7 separate regions of the Mus musculus genome follow, and regions 2, 3, 4, 5, 6 and 7 are each linked to region 1. Evidence: chromatin contacts called from public Hi-C, HiChIP or PLAC-seq and promoter capture Hi-C data. All regions are on one chromosome and are shown on one strand. Each heading gives the region's core, a stretch centred on a gene start, on an enhancer-like site or on the middle of the called end of the contact. The rest is flanking DNA. Distances are from core to core; before and after follow the strand shown. Region 1 holds the start of Xpo6 (exportin 6). Region 2 holds the start of Gtf3c1 (general transcription factor III C 1). Region 3 overlaps D430042O09Rik (RIKEN cDNA D430042O09 gene). Region 4 holds the start of Sgf29 (SAGA complex associated factor 29). Region 5 overlaps D430042O09Rik (RIKEN cDNA D430042O09 gene). Region 6 holds the start of Nupr1 (nuclear protein transcription regulator 1). Region 7 overlaps D430042O09Rik (RIKEN cDNA D430042O09 gene).

What was found. Promoter capture Hi-C pulls out the DNA fragments that hold promoters and counts their contacts. A called contact is a pair of places that touch in the nucleus more often than the background predicts. HiChIP or PLAC-seq counts read pairs in DNA pulled down with a chosen protein or histone mark. Capture Hi-C pulls out chosen DNA fragments and counts their contacts.
Region 2: an H3K27ac HiChIP or PLAC-seq map of extraembryonic endoderm stem cells shows a contact between it and region 1, with 5 times the contacts expected there. The contact joins the promoter of Gtf3c1 here to the promoter of Xpo6 in region 1. A contact is called at or near these places in 9 of 39 promoter capture datasets (the 3T3-L1 cell line, the C10 cell line, HPC-7-derived erythroid cells and 5 more), 2 of 484 Hi-C or Micro-C datasets (cerebral cortex and embryonic stem cells), 15 of 115 datasets of contacts at active chromatin or transcription factors (the 230-238 cell line, the SCID.adh cell line, T-cell acute lymphoblastic leukemia and 11 more) and 1 of 9 other capture datasets (adipose tissue).
Region 3: a promoter capture Hi-C map of liver shows a contact between it and region 1, with 2.4 times the contacts expected there. The contact joins the enhancer-like site here to the promoter of Xpo6 in region 1. A contact is called at or near these places in 12 of 39 promoter capture datasets (the 3T3-L1 cell line, the C10 cell line, the HPC-7 cell line and 7 more), 3 of 484 Hi-C or Micro-C datasets (bone marrow-derived macrophages, cardiomyocytes and nephron progenitors), 8 of 115 datasets of contacts at active chromatin or transcription factors (T-cell acute lymphoblastic leukemia, bone marrow-derived macrophages, embryonic forebrain and 5 more) and 2 of 9 other capture datasets (macrophages and pancreatic islet).
Region 4: an H3K4me3 HiChIP or PLAC-seq map of embryonic limb bud shows a contact between it and region 1, with 5 times the contacts expected there. The contact joins the promoter of Sgf29 here to the promoter of Xpo6 in region 1. A contact is called at or near these places in 1 of 39 promoter capture datasets (the HPC-7 cell line) and 1 of 115 datasets of contacts at active chromatin or transcription factors (embryonic limb bud).
Region 5: a contact with region 1 is called in a Hi-C map of the N1E-115 cell line, with 4 times the contacts expected there. The contact joins the enhancer-like site here to the promoter of Xpo6 in region 1. A contact is called at or near these places in 8 of 39 promoter capture datasets (the C10 cell line, the HPC-7 cell line, cranial neural crest and 5 more), 2 of 484 Hi-C or Micro-C datasets (the N1E-115 cell line and cardiomyocytes), 2 of 115 datasets of contacts at active chromatin or transcription factors (embryonic basal ganglia and embryonic forebrain) and 2 of 9 other capture datasets (embryonic stem cells and pancreatic islet).
Region 6: a contact with region 1 is called in a promoter capture Hi-C map of pancreatic islet. The contact joins the promoter of Nupr1 here to the promoter of Xpo6 in region 1. A contact is called at or near these places in 1 of 115 datasets of contacts at active chromatin or transcription factors (embryonic stem cells) and 1 of 9 other capture datasets (pancreatic islet).
Region 7: a promoter capture Hi-C map of cranial neural crest shows a contact between it and region 1. The contact joins the enhancer-like site here to the promoter of Xpo6 in region 1. A contact is called at or near these places in 5 of 39 promoter capture datasets (the 3T3-L1 cell line, cranial neural crest, frontonasal cranial neural crest and 2 more), 1 of 484 Hi-C or Micro-C datasets (the N1E-115 cell line), 2 of 115 datasets of contacts at active chromatin or transcription factors (embryonic basal ganglia and embryonic limb bud) and 1 of 9 other capture datasets (embryonic stem cells).

The regions. Positions count from the first base shown.
Region 1 is chr7:126,198,992-126,202,071 of GRCm38.p6, forward strand. It overlaps Xpo6 (exportin 6), which reads right to left and starts at 1,510. Exons shown (of 24, transcript NM_001311143.2): 1 at 908-1,510. The coding sequence starts at 910.
Region 2 is chr7:125,706,213-125,709,292 of GRCm38.p6, forward strand. Gtf3c1 (general transcription factor III C 1) reads right to left here and starts at 1,476. Exons shown (of 37, transcript NM_207239.1): 1 at 1,245-1,476. The coding sequence starts at 1,465. It overlaps D430042O09Rik (RIKEN cDNA D430042O09 gene), which reads left to right and starts at 1,658. Exons shown (of 28, transcript NM_001081022.2): 1 at 1,658-1,736. The coding sequence starts at 1,730.
Region 3 is chr7:125,740,079-125,743,158 of GRCm38.p6, forward strand. All of the region lies in intron 2 of D430042O09Rik (RIKEN cDNA D430042O09 gene), which reads left to right. Among named protein-coding and RNA genes, the nearest start is that of D430042O09Rik, 34 kb to the left of the region's middle. Within about 2 kb of position 1,578, at least 7 of the 459 cell types and tissues checked have an H3K27ac peak or open chromatin away from gene starts, as enhancers often do. A contact at or near this core is called in liver, where this site is marked.
Region 4 is chr7:126,647,636-126,650,715 of GRCm38.p6, forward strand. Sgf29 (SAGA complex associated factor 29) reads left to right here and starts at 1,674. Exons shown (of 10, transcript NM_029339.3): 1 at 1,674-1,842.
Region 5 is chr7:125,761,762-125,764,841 of GRCm38.p6, forward strand. D430042O09Rik (RIKEN cDNA D430042O09 gene) reads left to right here. Exons shown (of 28, transcript NM_001081022.2): 5 at 1-88. Among named protein-coding and RNA genes, the nearest start is that of D430042O09Rik, 55 kb to the left of the region's middle. RefSeq lists an enhancer at 2,286-3,080. Within about 2 kb of position 1,505, at least 24 of the 459 cell types and tissues checked have an H3K27ac peak or open chromatin away from gene starts, as enhancers often do. A contact at or near this core is called in the N1E-115 cell line, where this site is marked.
Region 6 is chr7:126,623,819-126,626,898 of GRCm38.p6, forward strand. Nupr1 (nuclear protein transcription regulator 1) reads right to left here and starts at 1,652. Exons shown (of 3, transcript NM_019738.1): 1 at 1,505-1,652; 2 at 1,072-1,215. The coding sequence starts at 1,616. The coding sequence ends at 1,085. All of the region lies in intron 1 of Gm39087 (a long non-coding RNA gene), which reads left to right.
Region 7 is chr7:125,785,617-125,788,696 of GRCm38.p6, forward strand. The region is part of intron 6 of D430042O09Rik (RIKEN cDNA D430042O09 gene); the gene reads left to right. Among named protein-coding and RNA genes, the nearest start is that of D430042O09Rik, 79 kb to the left of the region's middle. Within about 2 kb of position 1,640, at least 13 of the 459 cell types and tissues checked have an H3K27ac peak or open chromatin away from gene starts, as enhancers often do.

The DNA of each region.
Region 1 (3,080 bases), core at 260-2,759:
GGGGGGGGGGGATCAGTGCTCAAACCCAGGCTGGGCACTCACTCATCATGGGCTAGATGCCAAACTGAGGCAGATAAAGAATCAGAGGACTAACTTCACCTTGCCTACTGTGATGGGCAGATAAGGCTCAGAAACATTAAAATGGCAAAAGACAAGCACTCAACCAACTGCTCTGAGTACACAAACCCCAAGGACTATGGAAAAGCTAAAAAGCCTGCAAGAAGAGGAGGTATTTTCCTTTCAGAGAGGTTTTTTTTAGTGGGACCTGAAAGTATGCATAGTTTTCCAAGGAAAAGGCCAGAGCAGAAAACAAAAAGAACAGCAACCAAGATGTCCAAAGACCCCACTGCTGACTCTGCCATCGTCTGTATCCGTAACCAGTAACCTCTACAAATACTACTTTAGATTTCTGCAAACGCAAACCTACCGCTGGACAGATGGTCTCCAAAAATCCAGCCAGTTCTATAACAGATTGCTTATGTTCAAATAGTGCTACTAACCCAAAAGAGTCAACTGACCTTGGGCAGAGTAATTAACTGCTTCTTGCCTCAAGTATCCCCCATTTCCAATCAGGGGGTTGATATACTAACAAAATACATACCACTGACTTAGCAAAGGAAATGACACACAGTATGCCATCAATAAATAAATGATACTGATAATCACGACTTGCTGCACAAGGGCACAGCCAACAGTGAGGCAGGGGGTTGTATCCGTGGCGCTACTCAAGACATCCAGTGGGGGTGGGGGTGGGGGCAATGGGAGCGTACAGCCGGTTGCACACCCTGCACGCATGTGTCACCGGCCAGGCTCGCACGCGCCTCTCCCCGCCTCAGGGAAGAAGAGATGGCTCAGCTGCTCTGAGGCCCACTGCCACCCCTCCAACCCGGTCCCTGGACCCACTCACCATGCTGGCCGGGAAGGGGATGGCTCAGGTGAGCTAGCTCTTGGGATCCGTCGTGTCCCGCTCGCACAGTTCAGGTCATGGTCCCGGCAGGCTCGGGGAGTCCCCCGCCCATGCAAAGACAACCGGTTCCCTACCCGGGCCCCGCCGGCACCTTTAAAAGGAGCACACGGGCCCCTTCGGGGACCCCCCGAAGCGATTCATCCAGACCTCGGCCCACCCCGGGGAAACGCAAAAGCAGAAAATGGGGTTCAGAGGCGGCTACACGAGGCCCCCCGCCTGGGCCCGACCCCCGAGAGGGAGGCTGCGGGCCCAGGCAGGGACTCCCCGGCCTCCGCGGCCCGAGGCGGCGACGGGCCTCAGCCGAGACTGAAGGGGCAGAGGCTGCCTGGGCCTGGGCGGCGCGGCCGGCTCAGGAGAGAGGCCCGCGGGCCCTTGCTGTCCTCGCCACCTCTGTCCTCGCGGCGGGCTCCCTCCGCATCCCTGCGCGCCACCAGTAGCCGCGGCTCGCCCCTCGCGGCCACCCTCTGCCAACAGCCCAACGCGCCGGAAGTGGCGAGCACCAGGCGGCCCCTCAGCCCGCGGCCTGCTGCGGCGCTGGAACCGGACCAATCCGGAATCAAGTGAGGGCAGAGGAGGGCGGGGCCGCACCTGACTGTTCACTGGCCCCGCCCACCACGTCCCCGCCCAAGAGGCCAGGGACCGCCGCGTTGGTAAAGGGACACGCGGCCATTTTGGTAAAGGAAAGGTTTCCCTTTCGTTTCTTTTCACTCATTCATTCCGCAAATCTTTTCTGAGCATCTTTCCGGACCCTGACACCGGACTAGAAGTTCGGCGATGCTGGTCTGTGCTCTCCTGGGATCTTATTCATTCAGTCCACAGTTCTGGGTCCTAGGACCAGAAAGTGTCACAGGATGAAATTGAAACACTTAGTGTCACGATCTAAATTGGCTTCATCCCTAATTCCAGACTCCAACACCAGGTGACTCAACACCCTCTTCTGGACTCTGGAGACACCTGCACCCATACTCACATAGCATACACATATATAGGTACACAAACATGCATGTAAATAAAATAAGTTTTTATGGGATATGGCTCAGCCTTTAAAGGTACTTGCCACTATGTCTGACAACCCAATCTAAGTTCAATCCTCAGAACCTGTACTGGTTTAAATAAGAATGCCTATCCCATATCTAAAGCTTAGTCATCAGAAGTGGCACTATTTGAAACCGATTAGAATGATTAGGTGTGGTCTTGTTGGAAAAATGTGTGTCACTCGGGGTGGGCCTTAAGAGTTCAAAAGTCACCGGGCAGTAGTGGAGCTTGCCTTTAGTCCTATCATTTGGGAGGCAGAGGCAGGCAGATTTCTGAATTCGAGGCCAGCCTGGTCTACAGAGTGAGTTCTAGGACAGCCAGGGCTACACAGAGAAACCCTGTCTCAGAAAAAAAAAAAAAAGAGTTCAAAAGCCAATGGCAGGGATGGTGAGATGGCTCAGTGGTTAAGAGCACCGACTGCTCTTCCAAAGGTCCTGAGTTCAAATCCCAGCAACCACATGGTGGCTCACAACCATCTGTAACAAAATCTGATGCCCTCTTCTGGAGTGTCTGAAGACAGCTACAGTGTACTTACATAGAATAAATAAATAAATAAATAAATAAATAAATAAATAAACATTTAAAAAAAAAGCCAATGGCAAACCCAGTCTCCTTTTGTGAATCAGATGTATCTTTTAGCTACTGTTCCAGTACCATGCATGTCGACCTGTTCCCTGCCATGATGATAGACGGACCATCTGAAACTGGAAGCAAGCCCCCAATTAAATGCTTTCTTTTACAAGAGTTGTCATGGTCATGGTATATATTCACAGCAATAAAACAGTGACTAAAACAAAACCCAATTGAAGAAGGAGAAAATAAATTACCACAAATTGTTGTCTTTTGACCACACTAGTATCATGCTTGCACAGGGACACACACACACATTAGGTCTCAGGCAGTCCACATATCCAGAATGAGCTCAAGATGGACTATAGAAGGAATTCTGGTGTTAGATAAAAGCCAGAATTCCTAGGAAACTTGTGAAACAAGTTCCTATTCCCCCAAAAGGAGTCCTTTCCCTTACTTCTGGCAGAAGGGACACCTGGCTCTCCACTGACTTATAGCTATGGCACTT
Region 2 (3,080 bases), core at 226-2,725, 490 kb before region 1:
ACTAGATGATCACAGGTTCTTTCTCAGACAGTTTAGTCAAGGGCAGAGTAGATCCTGGACCTAAATTTCCTGGAATCCTAGTGGATGCCCACTTCACCCCCTGAGCCTCCTCTTCAGGGTGTTGTAAAACTTTCCACGCTCCCTGCTTCCAAGCGTACTCTTCAGGCGCACGCAGTTCACTTCTCTCCCGTTAAGCTATTCTACTTGGTGTTGCTTGTTCAGAGCACTCTGCCAAGTGGCCGCCTAAATCTAAACTTATCTGGTTCATTATTACCTCTAGAACCTCCTCTGACCTTCATAATATAGCTTAAGAGTTCCAACTTGCAGGGCATGGTAGGGCATGCCTGTAACCCAAGTGCTAGAGTGCAGAGGCAAGCGGGTATGATATGAAATCACACTGAACTGTATTGTCAGCTCTTTCTTCTTTTTTTTTTCTTTTTTTCTCTTTTCTTTTTTTTTTTTGGTTTTTCGAGACAGGGTTTCTCTGTGTAGCCTTGGCCTCGAACTCAGAAATCCGCCTGCCTCTGCCTCGCAAGTGCTGGGATTAAAGGCGTGTAACACCAAGACCAGCTCGTCAGCCCTTTCTTAACAAAAACTTGTACAGGGGAGTAAGGGGTGGGCTGAGGCTAAGGGCAGAGCATGCAAGGAGCTGGATTCTGCTCCTGGAGAAGGACAGATAGGAGAAGGGAAAAGTGCATTTAGCAATCCCTGAATCCTGTACTTAACCTAAGGTTAATCCCTTAACCTCTCGGCGTCAGTTTCCTCCTCTGTAAAATGAAAAGACAATAGTGTCTCGCTCAGTGTCGCGGAACTGAGTTCTGTCGCTTCCAGAACTGGGTCTTGGAACCCACCTATGGGAAGCGCCCAGTCCACCTCGGCTACTCTTTCACTGCTATTCGGGGCTATGCAGACCTCCAGTGAGCTGCCTTAGCTTTCGGAACGAACGCTCCCTAAAGGTCCCTGAAGGACCTCACCTAGTCCCACTTTTTAACCACTTTCCTACTCCCGTCCTATCACCCAACTTAAAGGAACTCTTTAGACTCGCTCCTTTAACACACTGGGAAACAGTTCCGTCACAGCGGATACCCCATCCCCCAGCTCATCTACTCCGGCCTGCTAGGGCGCAGAGCTCAGGTTTGCTCGCCTCCCGCGCCCATCCCCCACGTCCCACGGTCCCCGTTCTGCATCGCACCATCCTGCCCCGCTCCAGGCTCTCAGCCCTCGCCCCACCCCTGGTGGCTGACCGGTCTTGGAGCTGCAGGTCAGGTCTCTCTCGCGGCTCCTCGTAGAAACTGATGCCCGGGTGCGTGGCTAAAGCCCGCCACAAAAACTCCTGCGTGTAGGGTTCCAGAGGCAATGGGAAGGCAGGCGAGCGGGATTCCAGGCGGCTCCACAGCGCGGGCAGGCACAGGCCGTCGAGCCCCTCCAGGGCCACCTCGTCCAACAACGACTCGAGCGCGTCCATGGCCGCTTCAGTTAGCAGCGCCCGGGGCGCCTGCGCACCTCGCCGCCGAGGCCAGGGCCCAATGCGCCTGCGTACAGCGATCCGAGGCCTAGGGAGGACTGATGGGGAGTCCCAGCGCTCCGCCGTGACGTCACGCTACCCGAGGGCGGGCTCAATGATCAGAGTTCCTCCTCCATTGGTCCGGAACCCCGTAGTAACCAGGGGAACTGCAAACACTGTCAGGGCCGCTTCCGGTTCGGGAGGCCGGAACCGCCGCCTCTAGGGATGGACGGTTAGTGTCCGTGGGCCCCGCCGGGAGGTTGGGCGGCCGTCCCTCATCCCTCGGAGGTGTCTCAGGGAGGAACGCCTAGCCACAGGGACCCCGGCCCAGGATGGTGTCCAGCCTGAGGGGAAGGTTCTGGCGGTGCGGGATGGGGACCACGGCTGGGAGTGGTTTTGTAGGAGTCCCTCTCTCAGACTTAGGGAGGGGGGACGGGGAAGAGATTGGCGCGGGGGAGGCGTGAGGAGGATTGCGGGGGTCCTGGGATGGGCGATGGGAATGTCGAAGTTGGTTGGCGGTAAGCGTGTCCCTTGGGAGTACGTTTGTCAGCTCCTGGCATCAGGAGTGGAGGGAAAGGGCTGGGAAGAGTTTTATGTGCTTCGGTATTGTTGATAACTCACGTGAACTGAGTACTGTTCGGTGCCAGGGTTTCTGTAGCTACTGACAAGTGCAAACGTTTCACAGCAGTCCTTTGGGATAGTCACTTATTTTACAGGCGAGGGAGCTGAGGCTCAGACAAGGCAGGCCACTTTGCCTGGCCAAAGTCAAATAGCTAATCAAGAGACAGCATGAGTAAGACTCCTGGACGATGGGAGTTTAAAATCTGAAAAAAAAAAATATTTTAGAAGCCTTCCATTCCAGAGCTTGCCAGTGCACATGTCTACGGGAGCAAGTTTGGTGGGCTGTGACTGATAAACCAGTTGCCAATCTGTACAGAAGCAGATTGTTTTTAGGAGCAAGTCTCAAACTATGATAGCCAGTTAGTTAGTCAGTCGTAAGGCTAAAGGCAGCCTGGTTAGAATCACTGTGGACACTCAGGCGCTCCCTGGGAATAGCTGTTCTGATATCCAGCTTTTCAGATGGGAACACTGATGTCTGAGGAGACTGGAAGGGTCTGTGCTGCTTCACAGTTCATTACTGCCCCTTCCTTCTGCATTGCTGTGAAAGCCAGTGGATGTAGCATGGAAAGACATGTTACCATCGAATGTGTTACATCTGCTTAAAGGGTGCCTTTGTCCTTTGTCCTCGAGGCACTATAAAAAAATGCGTTTTATCAGTTTGCCCTGTCCTGCTGTCGAACAGTGGTTCTTAAAATCTAGGAGTCCTTGGACTCCTTTAAGCCTTTCCTTTACAAGACCTTTAAGCAATATAAGTGTGTATTATATCTGTGATGCTGCCACATAAATGCAAAATTTCAAGACATTTATTCACTTAGAACGAACCTCAGGCCAAGAGCGGTGGTGCATGCCTCTTCCCCAGCCCTCAGGACATCTCTGTGAGGATGACCTCTTCTACAAAGTGAGTGCCAGGTCAGCCAAAGCTAAGCTACTTGGGGAGGCCCTGTCTCTAAACAAA
Region 3 (3,080 bases), core at 328-2,827, 460 kb before region 1:
CATACTGTTGACTTTATACTCCATCTTCATTCCAGTGAACTTTCCTTCAGTCATGTTTCCCCTCCCACTACCTCCCCTTGTCTGGGACCTTTCCCTTCCCAATGCAGTCTATCAAACCTTCCATGGTCCATCTCTAGCCTGTCAAAATTGTCCTGAACTTAGATTCCGTCATCCATTTTTTTTTTTGTCTCCCATCTAGATGTCATCCTCAGACTTTATAAACAGCCTCTAACAGCCATTGATAAAATTATGATCTGAGATGGGACCAAGGACAAAGTCCCATGGCATGCCACCCTTCCCAGGAAGAGTAATTTAGATGGCAGGGTAAGATGATTAATCTGTTCAGTTCCTGTAATAGTATGTCCTTGTGGCTTGATTATGATAATATTAGCAACCACATGGTGGGTGTTATTTACCATGGCCAGGCACTGAGGTAAGTGTTTTTCATGTAATGCTATTATTTCTTACAGTACCTCTGCAAAGTATTGCATTACTCAGGACTTGAATTTAAAAAAAAAAAACTATCTGGAGGCAGCAGAAAGGGGCTGTGTACTGCAATGCAAGGCTCTGAAGAGGGGTTGCTTTTCAGAAGCCAATAGTAGGGAGGGTCATGATCTGCGAGCTCCCAGGAATTCCTCTTTCTGCAATTTCTGTTTTGATAGCTTGTTCTTACTGCAGCATTCTTCGTGCTTAGTGCAGGCCAGCTTTCTGGCTTACTTATTTATTTCTCACATTTTCTTTTTTTTTTCTCTTCAGAAGAGGTCTTGCCATGTAGATCTCACTGGTCTAATGGCATTTACTCTATAGCCCAGACAGGCCTAAACTTATCTAATCCTCCTGCCTCATCATTCTAAGTTGCTAGGATTATAGGAAGACGCCACCATGACTAATTTAGCCTTCCTGCTTTCTTAGTTCATCTGACAGAAAATCCAGTGACTTCTAAATGTGTTTACCCTCTGAGAAGGGTAGTCAGGTCTCCAATCCCAGCAGCACACAGGAGGCACAGGCAAGAAGATCTGGGCTAAATGAGGGAGGGAAGGAGAAAGGGAGGGAGGGTACAGAGGGAAGGAGGGAGGGAGGGAGGGGGAGGGAGGGAAGGAAAGAAGGAAGGTGAGAGAGTCTATGAAATTCTTCCTAGACCTTCTAACCCAAACTTACCAGGATTATTGGCCATGTTTCTGCTCCTGGGCCATCCATAGCAAGCAGCATGGTCACAGGTCTTGACCAGTTTCCAGGAATCTTAGGCTGTGACCTTGTGGCAAACAAAACAGGGTTGAGTCCACAGTCCAGCTGCTTGTTTTTATTTGACAAGTGAAAGGTCCTCAGGCTAGTTGTGGTGTCAGGAAATGCTGGCCAGTGTCTGGGGTCTGTGATGTCAGCCCCTGTCAAGACTCAGTGGGAGCCATGGTTGATTCTCTACAGCTTGCTTGGCACCTTGTCCTTGCAGAAGTCTCAGAACTTCGAGTTTCATGGAGACCATGGAGTCAGCAAGGCTAGGCTCTAGCTCCACCACTTCCTCCCCCTCTTGGCTGGCTCAGTGTTGCACCTTCTGCAGCTGGAGAACAGGGAGACTAGCAACAGCTGCTCTACAGTCAAGGTGATCTTGTGACCTAGTGCACACAAAACCCTCGGGAAATCCTTTACCCAGCTCAGAGCACTGGGCTTTCCTAATCATGCAGGGTCAGGGGAAGAAAGTCTTTAGCCTGAAGGGCAGGGGCTTCAGGAAGAAGTGGCACTGAGCAGCATTAGTGGGGTAAAAAGGGAGAGGAGAAGAACAGAATCAGCCTCAACTGCAAGCAAGAGCACAGGGGCCACAAGCAGTCCCCTGTGAGAAGAGAACACATAGCACACAGGGTCGATGGCTTGCTGATGAAGACTCTGATCATTCATCCGTTTATTCCTTCACCTTTGATATATGCCATCATGTTTGGAGACAGACTCTGAGCAATAAATGAAATATAAAGGACATCAGAATAACAATTGGGCTGGGCTTGAGGCTGCATGGAGTGTGGAAGTTATTAGGTCAGGTCTTGAGGAAGTCCCTGTTGAGGAATGAGCTTAGAAGAAAGAAGTGATAAGCCACAGGGATCTCTGGGAAACAGAAGATCTGCAGAGGGAGCATAGGCTAGAGCGGGGGATTCAGGTGAGCCACTGTGGAGCCCAAGCAGAGAAGCGGGTGGCTGTTTAGGGGCAGCAGTGGATGGTACTGGGAAGGGGCTAGTGGCTGTGATGTTGGATAGGGTGTATGGGAAAGAATGGAATGAAAGGAAGGTCTAAAGGTGCGAGAGGTTGTAGGGGAATGGATGGTAGAAAGGTGGCCAGCAGCAGTACACAACATCTCCATCATTCTGTTGCAGAGGGAGCAGCAGTGATACTCTGAAGTCTGTCTGGAACTAAAGAGCCACCGATCCTATTTATTTATTATTCATTTGTTTGTTGGTTGTTTTGGAGGAGAGAAGGTGATTTGACTTGTTATTTAAGTAACACATGAAGCTCACTTGCTTACAGATAAAAAGTTACTGTTAACCAGGATGGATTGCTGATTGTTTTTTCCATCTCTCCCTAACTCCTCTTGGAGTAACTTGCCACTGAAACCTGGCATGTGTTCTTCTAGACCATTCTCCATGTGTGTGCATGGCTGAGTGATATGAAACACATATTCTGAAAATACGTGTTTCAGATTTATCCTGGGTAGCTTTTGGCTCGTGTTTTTTTTTTTTTAACTGATGTAAAAGTTCAAATATATGCTGATTTAAAAAAAAAATAACCTTCATCTAAAGCAAAACAAAACTGGGCACGGTGACTCATACCTATAACTCCAACACCTGAGAAGCTGAAGCAGAAGTTCAAGGCTAGGCTTGGCTACATGGTGAGTTCTAGGCTATCCTGGGCCACAGAATAAAATTGTCTCAAAAATCAATCAATCAAACAAACAAACAAACAAAGAGGACTAATGGGGGCAGATATATTGCAGAGGGTTTATCTGTCCCCACTGGAGGTCATTGGGATGTTTTCAACCAGCTTTCTGTACCTTTTCCTAGGGCTCTTATGAATCCCTTTCAGCTGGGTTCTAGGGAATA
Region 4 (3,080 bases), core at 424-2,923, 450 kb after region 1:
TTTTCTTTCTTTCTCTCTTTCTTTCTTCCTAGACTAGTCTCACTGGTGTCTTGAACTCCCTATATAGAACAAGCTAGCCTCATTCATAGACATCTACCTGTCTCTGTCTTCTAAATGCCACTAGCTTTTCCATGTAGTCCAAGATCACCTTCCCAGAGAACGGTGCTACCTACAGTGGCTGGGCCTTCTGTATGAATTAACATGGTAACGTGGTAGTGCACTCCTATAATCCTATATAATCCATTAGACAATTCCCTATAGCTAGGTCTGTCTGGGAAATTCCTCAGTGAAGACTGCATTGTCCAGTGGCTCTAGGCCCTGTCAAGTTGTTAAAATTAACCAGGACAACTGACTAGACATACAGATTCAATGAAAGAAAATTATTTTTTCAAACTGTAAAAAGTATGTGTCTCCGTGTGGGTATGTGCACGTGAGTGCAGGTGCCAGAGGACAGCACATCAGTACCCTTGGGGCTGGAATTGCAGATCGTTATAAGCCACTACTGTAGGCACTGGGAACTGAACACGGGCTCTTTGCAAAAGCAGTACATGTTTTTGATTGCTCGGCATCTCCCCAGACTCATTCATATACATACACACACACACACACACACACACACACACATATATATATATATGTATACACACACACACACACACACACACACATATATATATATATATATATATATATATATATATATATATATATATATATATATACATTAATTTCTTTGCTAGTCTAGGGGCTAAAATAGTTTCAGTGTTAAAATGTAAGGTTTCCTAATAGAAAAATATCTGATAGCTTGTTGTATGCCAGGCACAGTGCTATGTACTGGGAATGTCTAATGATCTTGACCTTATAGCATTTGTAATTCTATCAGAGAATAACAATATGTAATTATAAACTTTAAAAGATTTTCAAAAATATTTTTATTCTATGTCCAGGCGTATGTATATGTGTATGTGCACCTGTGCAGTGCCCTCAGAGGCCAAAAGAGGGCATTAGATCCCTTGGAGCTGGAGTTACAGGCAGTCTGAGCCAGCTGACCCAAGTGCTGGCATTCTAATTCTGGTCTTCACGATTGAGCAGTACTTGCTCTTAACCACCAAACCATATTGATTTTTTTAGGTGTTATGTACGAAATATTAGGATAGTTAGGGTGGGAGCAGTCCCTAGGGACTGAGCCCGGGACCATGCTAAGCAAGTGTCCTACCACTGCACTAACTGGGCAGGCATCCACAGGGTAGGTATCCAAAGATGTAGCTAAATGTTTGCATGTCCAAATCTTTTATTTGCTGGGAAGATTCTGTAAAATACAAGTACTAAACCTAAAACTGCTTATTTGGAATTTAAAAATATTTTCAGATACATTTTAAATTCACGGCAAATTTCAGCTTAAAGTACAGAGTTCTCATCTGCGTCCTGGGGCCCTCCCTCCTCATCCCCAACAATCTGATGTGGTTTTGTTGTTGTTTTCTTCTGGTGCAGAGGATCCGCTCCCATCACCTTTCACATGCGAAGCGAGGCTTCACGCATGCTTTTCTGTTCCTTTGACTCTGATCTATTAAATCATGATTAAGTACATCAAAGCACAGGTGTCGAAGTAAGAACTACGTTTCCCAGAGTGCAATGCAGCACGTCACAGAGAAGTACCCGGCATGCGCAGAGGAGTCCTCCGCGCTCGACCGCGCTCATAAGAGAAACAGCGTGTGTGGTTCTTGACGCGCCGCGAACCTTCGAACGCAAGTGCGAGACTACCCTGTGAGGAAACGTTCCAGGGATTCGCCTGTTCCCGCCATCGCAGTTACCAGCGCGACGTGCTGTTTCTTCCTGTGCTCGGTAGGTGGGACGGGGCCATGGCAAGGTACCTCCAAGCAGCGCGGGAACGAAAGGCCAGCGTTCCTGCCCGGCGCCCGGCTCGCCGAGGCGGCGTCTGAGGAGACGCGCACGCGCCCTGGACGGGAAGGGGGCGGGGCTGTGGGAGCCGGCGCCCTGGGGCTTGCGCGTGCGCCCTACCTCTCTGAAGAGGTGGGAAGCGGCTGGAGCTGGCTAGTCTAGATGCCGGCAGCTGATGTGAGTCCCAGACATCAGCACATTTTACTACTTTCTCAAAAGCTTAGTTTTTGGTAGCCCAACCTGGCCGTGAGATCGCAGTCCTCCTCCCCCAATCCCGAGTGCTGAGATTACAGACTGCACATGCTCTAAAGGTGTCCATTTTCACAACAGTAACTTCATCCACTCTCCAGCTCACTCTTGTGTTGGCTGACACATGTATCCTAGGACGTCTGCGTCTACTCATCAGCACCTTCCCCTACCTGTCAATGTTCAGCTTTCTCTAGGGAGGCTTTGACTCATGCTGTTTCACAGAAACAGCTCTAACAAAGCCACCTTGACTTCTGGATTCCGAAGTTCAGTGATACAGGATTGGTAGCATCCTCTTTCATTGCCTCGGTTCTCCTCTAAAGAACTCCTGCTTCCATTGCTTCATCTTTAACGGTTGTACCATCAAAATACATAAACCCTTCTTCATCTTGCCTTTCTTTCTGTTCCCTCCTTGGACATTGTCTATTTCACACTTTAAATAAAAATAAAATTTATTTTGGTGCTCTCGTTTCTATCTTGTAAAAATATTTGGTGTGTGTGAAGGCAGGCATGTTCATTCCATGGCACTTTTGTGGAGGTCAATTGACAGCTTTCAGGAGTTCTCTCCTTCCATCATGTAGGCTTCTAGGATGGAACTCGGGGTATCAGGCTTGGCACAAGCACTTGAATCTGCTGAGCTATCTCACTGGCCCTCAAATTTACATCTTGTAGATCAGTATAATGTTGTGGTGTTAGAATCCACAGGGAAAGACCAAATCTTAGGCTCAATTCAAATTTAGATGAAATGGATTTCTTTTATTTATTACTGCTAGGCAGTAGGCAGTAATAGGCAGAAGGATGTCAGCCTTAAAGCCAAACAGCATGCCATGTGGTGTGGAGGGATCCAAAGGAAGGAAGGGGGCTGGAGAGATGGCTCAGCAGTTAAGAGCACTGACTGCTCTTCCAGAGGTCCTAAGTTCAATTCCCAGCAACCA
Region 5 (3,080 bases), core at 255-2,754, 440 kb before region 1:
AAGAACCCTATTCCGAGAAGCCGAAGAAGTCTTAAGACGCAGCTCCAGGACAGCACCAGGAAAAGTCCAGCGCCGAGGATGGCACCAGGTCTGGAAACTTGCATTAGGCTCTGGCACTTGCATTAGGATGAAGAGTGGGCCTGTTAAGCGTTTAAGTCCTTGTGGGCTTGGTGACTGTTCTGGACCCTGTAGGGTACCCTCTGCATGGACTGGCTCCTGGGGTACCTGCTCTGCTGCAGGGTCCTCCCTCTGCCTGGGACCTCTGGAGCCCACAAGGGAGTATAGTAAGAGCAGACCCATGCTCATTCTTGAGGGCTCATTTATCATCTTGCTTTTTATCGACTACCTACTAGTTGTGAGGCATGGCATAGACAAAGCAAGTCATTCGGACAGAACCTGCCCTGGTGAACTGAGGGGCCCATTTAGATGGCTGCCAACGTTCTGAGTCCTAGCACTGTCTCAGCTACACATAGCCCCTCTGCCCTTTACACTCACAGCCTGGCTTCTGCCTTTTACACTCACAGCCTGGCTTCTCAGGCTTCCTCTCTTATGTGAGAGCAGAGGAGAGAGATGCTTAGAAAATCTCAGGGACCACTCAAGCCCATGACTAAGAAGTGGAAGAATCAGACTCAGCTCTGAGTTCTGTATTCCTGCCCAACTAGGCCTTGCTATGATCCCTTGCTAGCTTCCCTTTGGAGATGTCTATATATGGAGCTGCTGAGTGTACCCAAGTGTCACTGTGCCAAGTATGTACTTGAGGTTGGGTCATGTGGTCTTAGTTCCTGTCACATGTTTTGCACATTAGGATGGCCTTTTACAACAGAGATTGGCAGAGTCGTTGTTACTGATCTATGTATGGGGAACATCGGCCACTTGCATTTTACAGTAGACTGCAGTAAAGGCTTTCATGTGCTTGCCACCTAGCAATTCACAACACTCAATTGGTTGATGTATGTCCTCATGGTGCTGCCATAGAAATTGAGGCCCAGAGAGCCAAAGACACTTGTTCAGGGTCACATGACCTCTAAGGGAAGAGGCTGGGTTGGGGTGTGGATTGGACCTGTTGCTGTACTGACAGCATCTTCCTGCTATGTTCATTGGAAACAGTTGTGTCTCCTGTAGCTGGGGTCTGAAGAGCAGGCCCACAGGGCACCAGCCTGGGCGCTTGTGTCTGTCCCCAGCCATGAATGTTAATTTCTTGTTAATGAGGCCTTTCTTGCCTGCCTCACTCTACACAGCTCTTCTGCTTGTTGGAGTGCTTCCTATTATCACGAGCCATATTTGTGTCTTAGACTGTGACTTAATGGCTGGCCCCAGAGTCTGTGCAATTTAAAAGGCTTGGCCTAAGATTAATTAGCATCCCTCCCATTTCTCCTGTGGCTCCCCACTTCACAAGACTTAATCAGGGCTAATTTCCCCTTGCCTCCCAAAGCCGCTCTGCTATAATTGCCCTTCTGCACTGCAGCAGTCAGGGGTCACTCAGTGCCTAACAATAGGGACTGCTGTTTGAGTAGAAAGCTCAGGCTGAGTGTGCATGCATGGTCCTGGGGCTGGTGAGCTGGGCAGGCTGCAGGAGGCCTTCAGCCCACATTGCCCACATGTCTGCCCCGGCCTCCAGGAGAGCTGCTGCCCAGGACAGCTGGGAGAGTGGGGACACAGCCTCAGGGATGCCAAGACAGATCCTATTCTGTTGTCTGGGGGCCAGTGTGGGATGCAGTTGAAAAACCTGTGGCCTTGAGGATAGTGCTTAGAAATAGCAGTGACCCATCCCTTTCCTCCCCTCCTCACATCTGTTCTCCCTGTCGGTGACAATGTGATGTTGGACCTCCTGTGCACACAGAGCCTGAGCCATGAGGAACTGCAGTGGGAGTCCATGGCGTATCACCCTCTGTGTCTCAGCAGCTTGGCAGAGCAGACACATGGCATCTGGCTTATGGATTGGTTTTCCTACCTTACTTTCTCTCCCCAGCTGGCTCTTCAGGGCATTTGAATGAGGCTCCTGGGAATTGAAGAGAATGGGCTTTAGGCTGCTTCTTTGGTGTGTGTTTTGGAGCCGGTAATGGACCTCCCTGAGCTTTGCCTTTATAATCATCACAACCTCCTGCCGCTGTTGGGAAGGCATGTGTGCGGTGTGTGGTCTCTAAGTGGTGTGTTTCTTCAGCTAGGTGCCCTAATGGCAGATGATGAGGCTAGGATGAGGTCAGTGCTTGCAGCGCTCTGGTTCTACCACCCGTCCTCACGCCCTCACGCTGTCTGCTTTCTAATCTAGAAGGTGGTCAGTAGGTTACCTGCCTCAGAAGGTAGCTGCTGAGGATCACTCAGTCTGTGGAGGTTCCTGCCACGCCTGGCACAGAGCTGGTAAAGGGTTGTGTTGGTCAGTGTTGGAATAAATGGAGGGCAGGTGTCGAGGGCTTCTCAGTCTGGAGTTTCCAGGCTCTTCATCCTCTCCTTTCTACTTATGTATTTATTTTATTTGTGAGGGACATGCATGTATGCAAAGGCCAGAAGAAGGCACCAGGCATACTTCTCTATCACTCTCTGCCTATTCCATGGAATCAGTCTCTCTTTAAATGAACCCGGGCTTGCATTTTCTCTAGGCTGGAACCTATCAAGCACTCGCCATCCTCCTGTCTCTGCCCTGTCAGAGCTGGAAGGTGCTGACACCTTCCCACCACACTCTGCTGTGCCTTTGCTCTGGAGGCCATTCTTGTTCCATGTGCTAGATTCCAAACCTCAGTCCTCATGGCTGCATATCAGTCTCTCTTGACTGCTGAGATGTCTCTTCTGGCACTTCATTCTTATGTCTGACCTCACTCCCTCTGTTCAGTCCTGGCCATTTATGGAGCACATCAAAGTTTTGGATCCTTACTGCGGTCTGAGAGCTGCAAGTGAAGCAGGCCAGCCCTGCTGCCCTGGAACTTATGGGATGGGAGCGGGAGACAGGCCAGGCCAAGCCAGGGCAACAGCAGCCAGCAAGTTAATGGCAATTGCTATGAAGGAAGGCCAGGCAAGAGGGACGGTGGCAGGCAGCAGAGGTGCCCAGGGGTAGTGCAGCAGAGCTGAATGGGGATCTGTGGTCT
Region 6 (3,080 bases), core at 402-2,901, 420 kb after region 1:
AGTGTCACAACACTATTGTTTTGTTTTGTTTTGGTTTTGGTTTTTGTTTTTTGTATTTTGTTTTTTCGAGACAGGTTTCTCTGTATAGCCCTGGCTGTCCTGGAACTCACTTCTTAGACCAGGCTGTCCTTGAACTCAGAAATCCATCTGCCTCTGCCTCCCAAGTGCTGGGATTAAAGGCGTGTGCCACCACTGTCCGGCCAACACTATTTTTTTCATTTATTGATATGCCAATGTGTTTGCATGCATGTGCGCACATGCGTATTCTCGTGTGCTACTTTGAGCATATGGAAGTCGGTGGACATTGGGGGCACAGAGGTCCTTGTACTCAAGAGAAGCACTAAGAACCAGAAGTTTTAATCATGCCGTGTGTCTCCTCAATGCAGGAGATAAAGTCAAATACCTGCATTCCACTCAGAAATCTGAGAGTGGATTTTGTTAACAACCTGGTGAGCTTTTGGCTCTGTGTGGAGTCAGACCTCCCCAGCTTTTGCTATAGAAGCCGACCTCACTCAAGTTCTCCAGAATGATAATCCCAGACTCTCCCCTCCCTAGACCATTACCCACTCTTAGGAGAGATGTCACATCTGCCTGATGACCTCCATGCTATTGGTCAGAGACCACTCTAGATTCTAGGCCTTTAGCTCTAGAACCCACCCTCATGGAGTTTCAGTGTAGTCACACCTCAAGCTTTATTGTGCTCCTGGAATTGAACTGATGGACCTGACTGTTGCCTAGAAACCTCTTCCCAAATTGTACTGTGTTTTAAATATGCTGACAGTGAACCGCCTGGCGTTAGATGCCCTGAAATCTGATCCAAGCTGATGGAATTCGGTCTGAATGGGGTTTTCATTCTTATCACTTCCCTGCCTGGACATCTATCTGCAGGGCTCCCTGGGAACACAGCTTGCAGTTGGTTCTCTCCCCTTTCATCACTCGAGTCCCAGAGATCAAGCACAGGTTGTCCTGCTTGCCTGCAAGAGCCTCTACCTGCAGCGCCATCTCACCAGGACCAGCTTTTGGCTCCCCGCTTCCCGCTCGGCACACTTAGGCCCGGCTCTCCCGACTCACCTCCAGCTCCGTCTCAGCGCCAGGCTTTTTTCCTTTCAGAGTTCTGGAACTTGGTCAGCAGCTTCCTCTCATGCCCGCCAGGGCTAGGGCGGTTGGTATTGGCAGCAGCTTCTCTCTTGGTCCGACCTTTCCGACCTCCCCCGACTGGTGGAGCAGGAGGTAGAGGAGGTGTGTGAGGTTAGGACAGGCATATAAATGGCCAGAGTGGGGCGGTCACGTCTTCACGTCTGAAGCACTCTATCCTTGCTGTTTACTCAAGTATAGAATGAGAGATGCTCACTTGTGAGTTCTTGGGGCTAAGGGAGACAGAACTCAGTAGATGAGACTAGAAGGGGTTACTTGGGAGTTGGGAATAGATTAGCTAGGAAAGGTAAACCGGGGTACCCAGTGAGAAGCAGATGGGCTGACCAAGGAGCTACCACGAAAACCTTACCGACACAGGGATGGGCCAGGCTGTACTGATCATATTCATCCAGGATTCCATCTTCATCCTCTAGGTTTAGAGGTTGCTGGGAAGGGTTGGCTGTTGGTGGCAAGGTGGCCATTATGCCTAGTCTGCTCTCTCCAAAGTCTTGCCTGTGTCTCCTTGTCTGAATGTCTGCCCTCTCCCAGTTTCTCACCCTACTTATAACGCTGTCTCCTCCCTAAACCACGGGGTTGGCCCCCGCCCTCCAAGCCCTGTCTGATGCAATCTGGCCCTTTCCCAGAACTGGGCCCATAGACAGCAGTCCTGAGCAGAGAGGAGCACCCTCCCCTCCCTCCTCCCTCACAGGACTCACCCAAGCACAGCTGTGTTTTTCCACGTGGAAAGCTCTCGCCTCAGGGGCGGAGGAAGCAGACAGGATCTGGGCACAGTCTTTGGGATATTGGCCAGGGAGAGCAGAGGGCCTCAGATAGGCCAGTCCTTCCTATCATTTCAGCCTCTGCCACAAGCCCCTCCTGGGCCTGGGTCATAGTTAGACAGACAGACAGACAGACAGACAGACACACACACACACACACACACACACACACACACACACACTGTAGTCTGGTTCAGATTCAGGAGGTAGTGGCAGCATACATACTGAAAAGGGAGGGAGGAGGGACACTGACCCACTTCTTGCTTGGTCAGCAGTTCCTGTCACACCCAAGGCTTCTATTTTTGTGAAAAGTCCCCTTCAACAGAGTCCCCAGGGACTTCTTCCTCATGCAAGATGGAGGATAGCTAGCTGGTAGAGACAGCAAATACCCTGGATTCCACACTCTGATTCCTGATCCACCTCCCTCTACCTTTCTTTCTGACAGAATCCTTCTATGGAGCCCAGGTTAGCCCTTGAACTTGCAATTCTCTGGCCTCCTCATCCTAAATGCTGGGATCACAAGTCAGCTCAGATCCAGTGTTTCCTGCTGTGTGACCTTGGACACGTCACTTTCCCTCTCTGATTGCTTCAGGTTCCCCCTTTAACAGAGGATAACTCTATCTGGCTCTGTTGGTGAGAGGTTGCAGACTCATGAGGCCTGGAAAACCTTCACAAGCGGGAACAGTGTAAGGATTAGTCACAACTTCCCATGGGTTCCCATACAGTGCCCTTGCCTTGACCCTCCCCCCTCAAAAAAAAAAAGGGTGGAGAAAAGGAATTTAAAATAAAATATTGTGTGTTGGCAAGATGACTCAATGGGTAAAGTACTTGCCACCAAGCCTGACAACCTGAGTTTATCGGTTTCCAGGACCCATACAGTATGGGAGAGAAAAATGTCCCATAAATTGTCCTCTGACCCTCACATTCCTATCCATGTACACACACAATAAATACGTGTGACTTCTAAAATTTAAATAATATATTGAGGGCAGAATGAAATAAACAGGTATTTGTGCTTTGATACCCCCTGCCTTGTTTTTTAGGCAGTCTCACTGTTTTAGCTGTGGCTGGCTAAGAACTTGCTCTGTAGGCCAGATTTGAGTCTAGTGTTGAACTCAGAGATCAACCTGCCTTTGACTCCTGAGTGCCAGGTTTAAAGGTGTGCAT
Region 7 (3,080 bases), core at 390-2,889, 410 kb before region 1:
AAATGTGAGCTCTGCATGTTGTCCTCTGTGAGGCTCCACCCAGCAGCTGACTCAGACAGATACAGACACCCACAGCCAAACAGTGGATGGAGCTTGGAGACTCTTATGGAAGAATAGGAGAAAGGATTGTGGTCCCTGAAGAGGATAGGAACTCTACAGGAAGACCAACAGTCAACTAACCTAGACCCTTGGGGCTCTCAGAGTCTGAACCAACAACCAAAGAACATACACTGGCTCAACCTAGGCCTCCCCACACAAATGTAGCAGATGTTTAGCTTGGTCTTCACGTGGATTCTGAACAACTGCAGGGGTCGCCATCCCTAAAGCTATTGCCTGTCTGTAGGGTATGTTCTTCTAGCTGGGCTGCCTTGTCTGACCCCAGTGAGAGAGGAAGTGCCTAGCTTTACAGAGGCTTGAAGTAGCAGGGTGAGGGGATTTCCCCCCACCCTGACCCCGGGGGTCACCCTCTCAGAGGAGAAGGGGAGGGGATGAGGGATGGGGGGAAGGGTTGTGGGAGGGGGTGAATGAGAGAAGGGCAATGAGTGGGATGTAAAGTGAATTAGTAAAAAAAAAAAAAAAAAAAAAAAAAAAAAAAAAAAAACTTAAATTAAAAAAAAAAGTAAGCTCTGAGCCTGCTTCTGAAAACCCTGTGCAAAGCTCAGTGTCGTTCCCAGCACTGCAGAGGCAGAATCTAAGGCTCATCGGCCAGGCAGCCTGGCAAATCGGCCCACCCCATGCTCTGGCTCAGAGGTAAGTGATGCTCACCAAGCGATTCCCGCCATAGGTCTCTGCTGTTAGTCAGGCTGATTCTCACAAATGGTCTGTTTCCCCTTACATCTCTTTAGCTTTGCATTATTTGCTTAGATCCTTGTCCTTTTGTGTGTGATGATGTCAGGATGACTCTGCGTGAAGTGTATCTTACACTTATATGAATACATCAGCGCCAGTGTCTTTGTCCCACCAAGGGTAGGTGAGAAGGCTGGGGAGATGGCTCAGTGTTTAAGAGCACTGGCTGCCCTTGCAGAGGACTTGGGTCCCATTCCTAGTAACCACATGGTGGCTCATAACTATTTGTAACTTCAGACCCAGGGGATCGGATATGTTCTTCTGGCTTCCATGGGCACTGCATACATGTGGTGTGCAGACATACATGCAAGGAAACCCTGGTGCACATAAACATTTAAAAACGAAGAAAACCAGAACAGCTGAGCCTGCTCTCTGGGTGTTTATCCTCTGGAGCTTGATTTGGACAATGTTGTCTAGACCTCGCCATCCAGTGGATTTTGTGTGGTGCTTTCCTATAAAGTCACTTGGCATGATTTCTAGCATACCTAATTAGTCACCCTTTGGTGCTCTTCCCGACTTAATTTATCTTTCTAGAAATGTTAATGATGAAATTAAAAGTTGTAAGATTGCTGGCTGTTTCTTTTTCATGGATGAACTCCCTGTACGTGTCTCTGGGATGACAGTCTCCCAGCCTCTACAGTTGGCTTCCACCTCTCCTGTCAAACTCTCTTTTCCTGGGTATTAGTTCTTTCTGTAATTAAATGAATCAAAGTTTGTTGCCTATCTTTTAAAGGGCTGAGTCACCAGAGCAGCTGTCTCTTCTTGGTCGTCCTTGCTTCTTCCTGTGCTGTTTGTTGCCTCCTGCTACCAGGGGAGGGGGGCAGGGCCCGAGTGTGACTACTACGCTCCTGTAAGGTGGGGAACCTTGGCTTCTCCTCCAAAGAGTTAACTCCCTGTCGACCTTCGGAAGATTTCTTTTTGGTGTGTGCTCTGCTATCCTGCCCTAAAGCCCACACGTTAGCTTCCCATGCCCCACTAAAGCAACTATGGCAGCCTGCAGGAAGGCTTCCTCTTGCTAGATCCTGGTTGACTCGGGTATATGCATACACAAGTGCGCACAGCAGCCTTCTGCTGAGTTCGGCTTGTGGCTCCCTGTGCCTCCAGTTCTCCAGGAATGTGTTCTGTATTTCTCAGAAATCCCCAGCCATTCCTCGGCAGCAGTCTCATTTGGTCTCTATCCAGCCCTATTCTGTTTCCTGTCTCTGAGTCTTCTGGCTAGCCCCTGCTCTGCACAGGCTCTGGCATAGATGCTGGGATGGTGATGTTGAGAGGATTGTCTGGGGCTCCAGGTTAGGTCAGGTCCAACAGACCTCTTACCACATGCTCTCTGAGCTGCTGGTCTCTCACCTCTGCCACCATGCTTTCTAAGACACATTGGCTTACCTTTAGTGGTGGACTAAGTACATCTAGCATGGAAGATAAATTCATCAATGAAAATCCAGGGGTGGCAAAATACACCAGAAAACTAACAAGGTTGTGTAATATTTATTTGAGGTTTTTTTTTGCTTGTGTATGTTACATATGTATATGTATGTATGCATGTTTACATATGTGGCCGCTCATGTGTGTAGGTATATGTGCATATGTGTGCATGCATGAGTATATATGTGTGTTATTAATGTACATATGTGTATGCATGTTCACATGTGTGTGCATATATCTCTGTGTGTGTGTGTGTGTGTATGTACATACATATGTGTAGGTTTGTGTGTGTTTGTGTATAGGCCCAAAGTTGTCAGCAGATGTTTTCCTTGGTCGTTCTCCACTTTGCTCATTGAGAGTCTCTCTCTAAGCCCAGAGCTTATTGATTCTGCCTAGTCTAGCTAGCTATCTTAGTCCCCTGTCTCTTCTTCCCAAATGCTGGGATTATAGTTAGCAATCTCATCTGCCCAACTTTTATGTAAATTCTGGGATCCAAACATGTTTGCATGATAAGCACTTTATTGAGCCTGCTTTTCATCTCTTGTACAATATTTGAATCATACATAGTATAATTCAAAATTTTCTTAGTCATAGTTCTATGGAAAGTGATGTAGAAGAAAGTAATTTTAAAATGTGCAAAGTATACCTTGGCATGGTGAGACATTCCTGTAAACCCAGAAAGCAGGAGGTAGAGGCAGGAGGATCACAAATTCTAGGCCAGACTGTGCTACATGATAAGTCCAAAGATAACTTGGGAAACGTAGTGAGATCCTGATTCATAAAGCCAAGAGCTAAATCTGTAGTTCACTTAC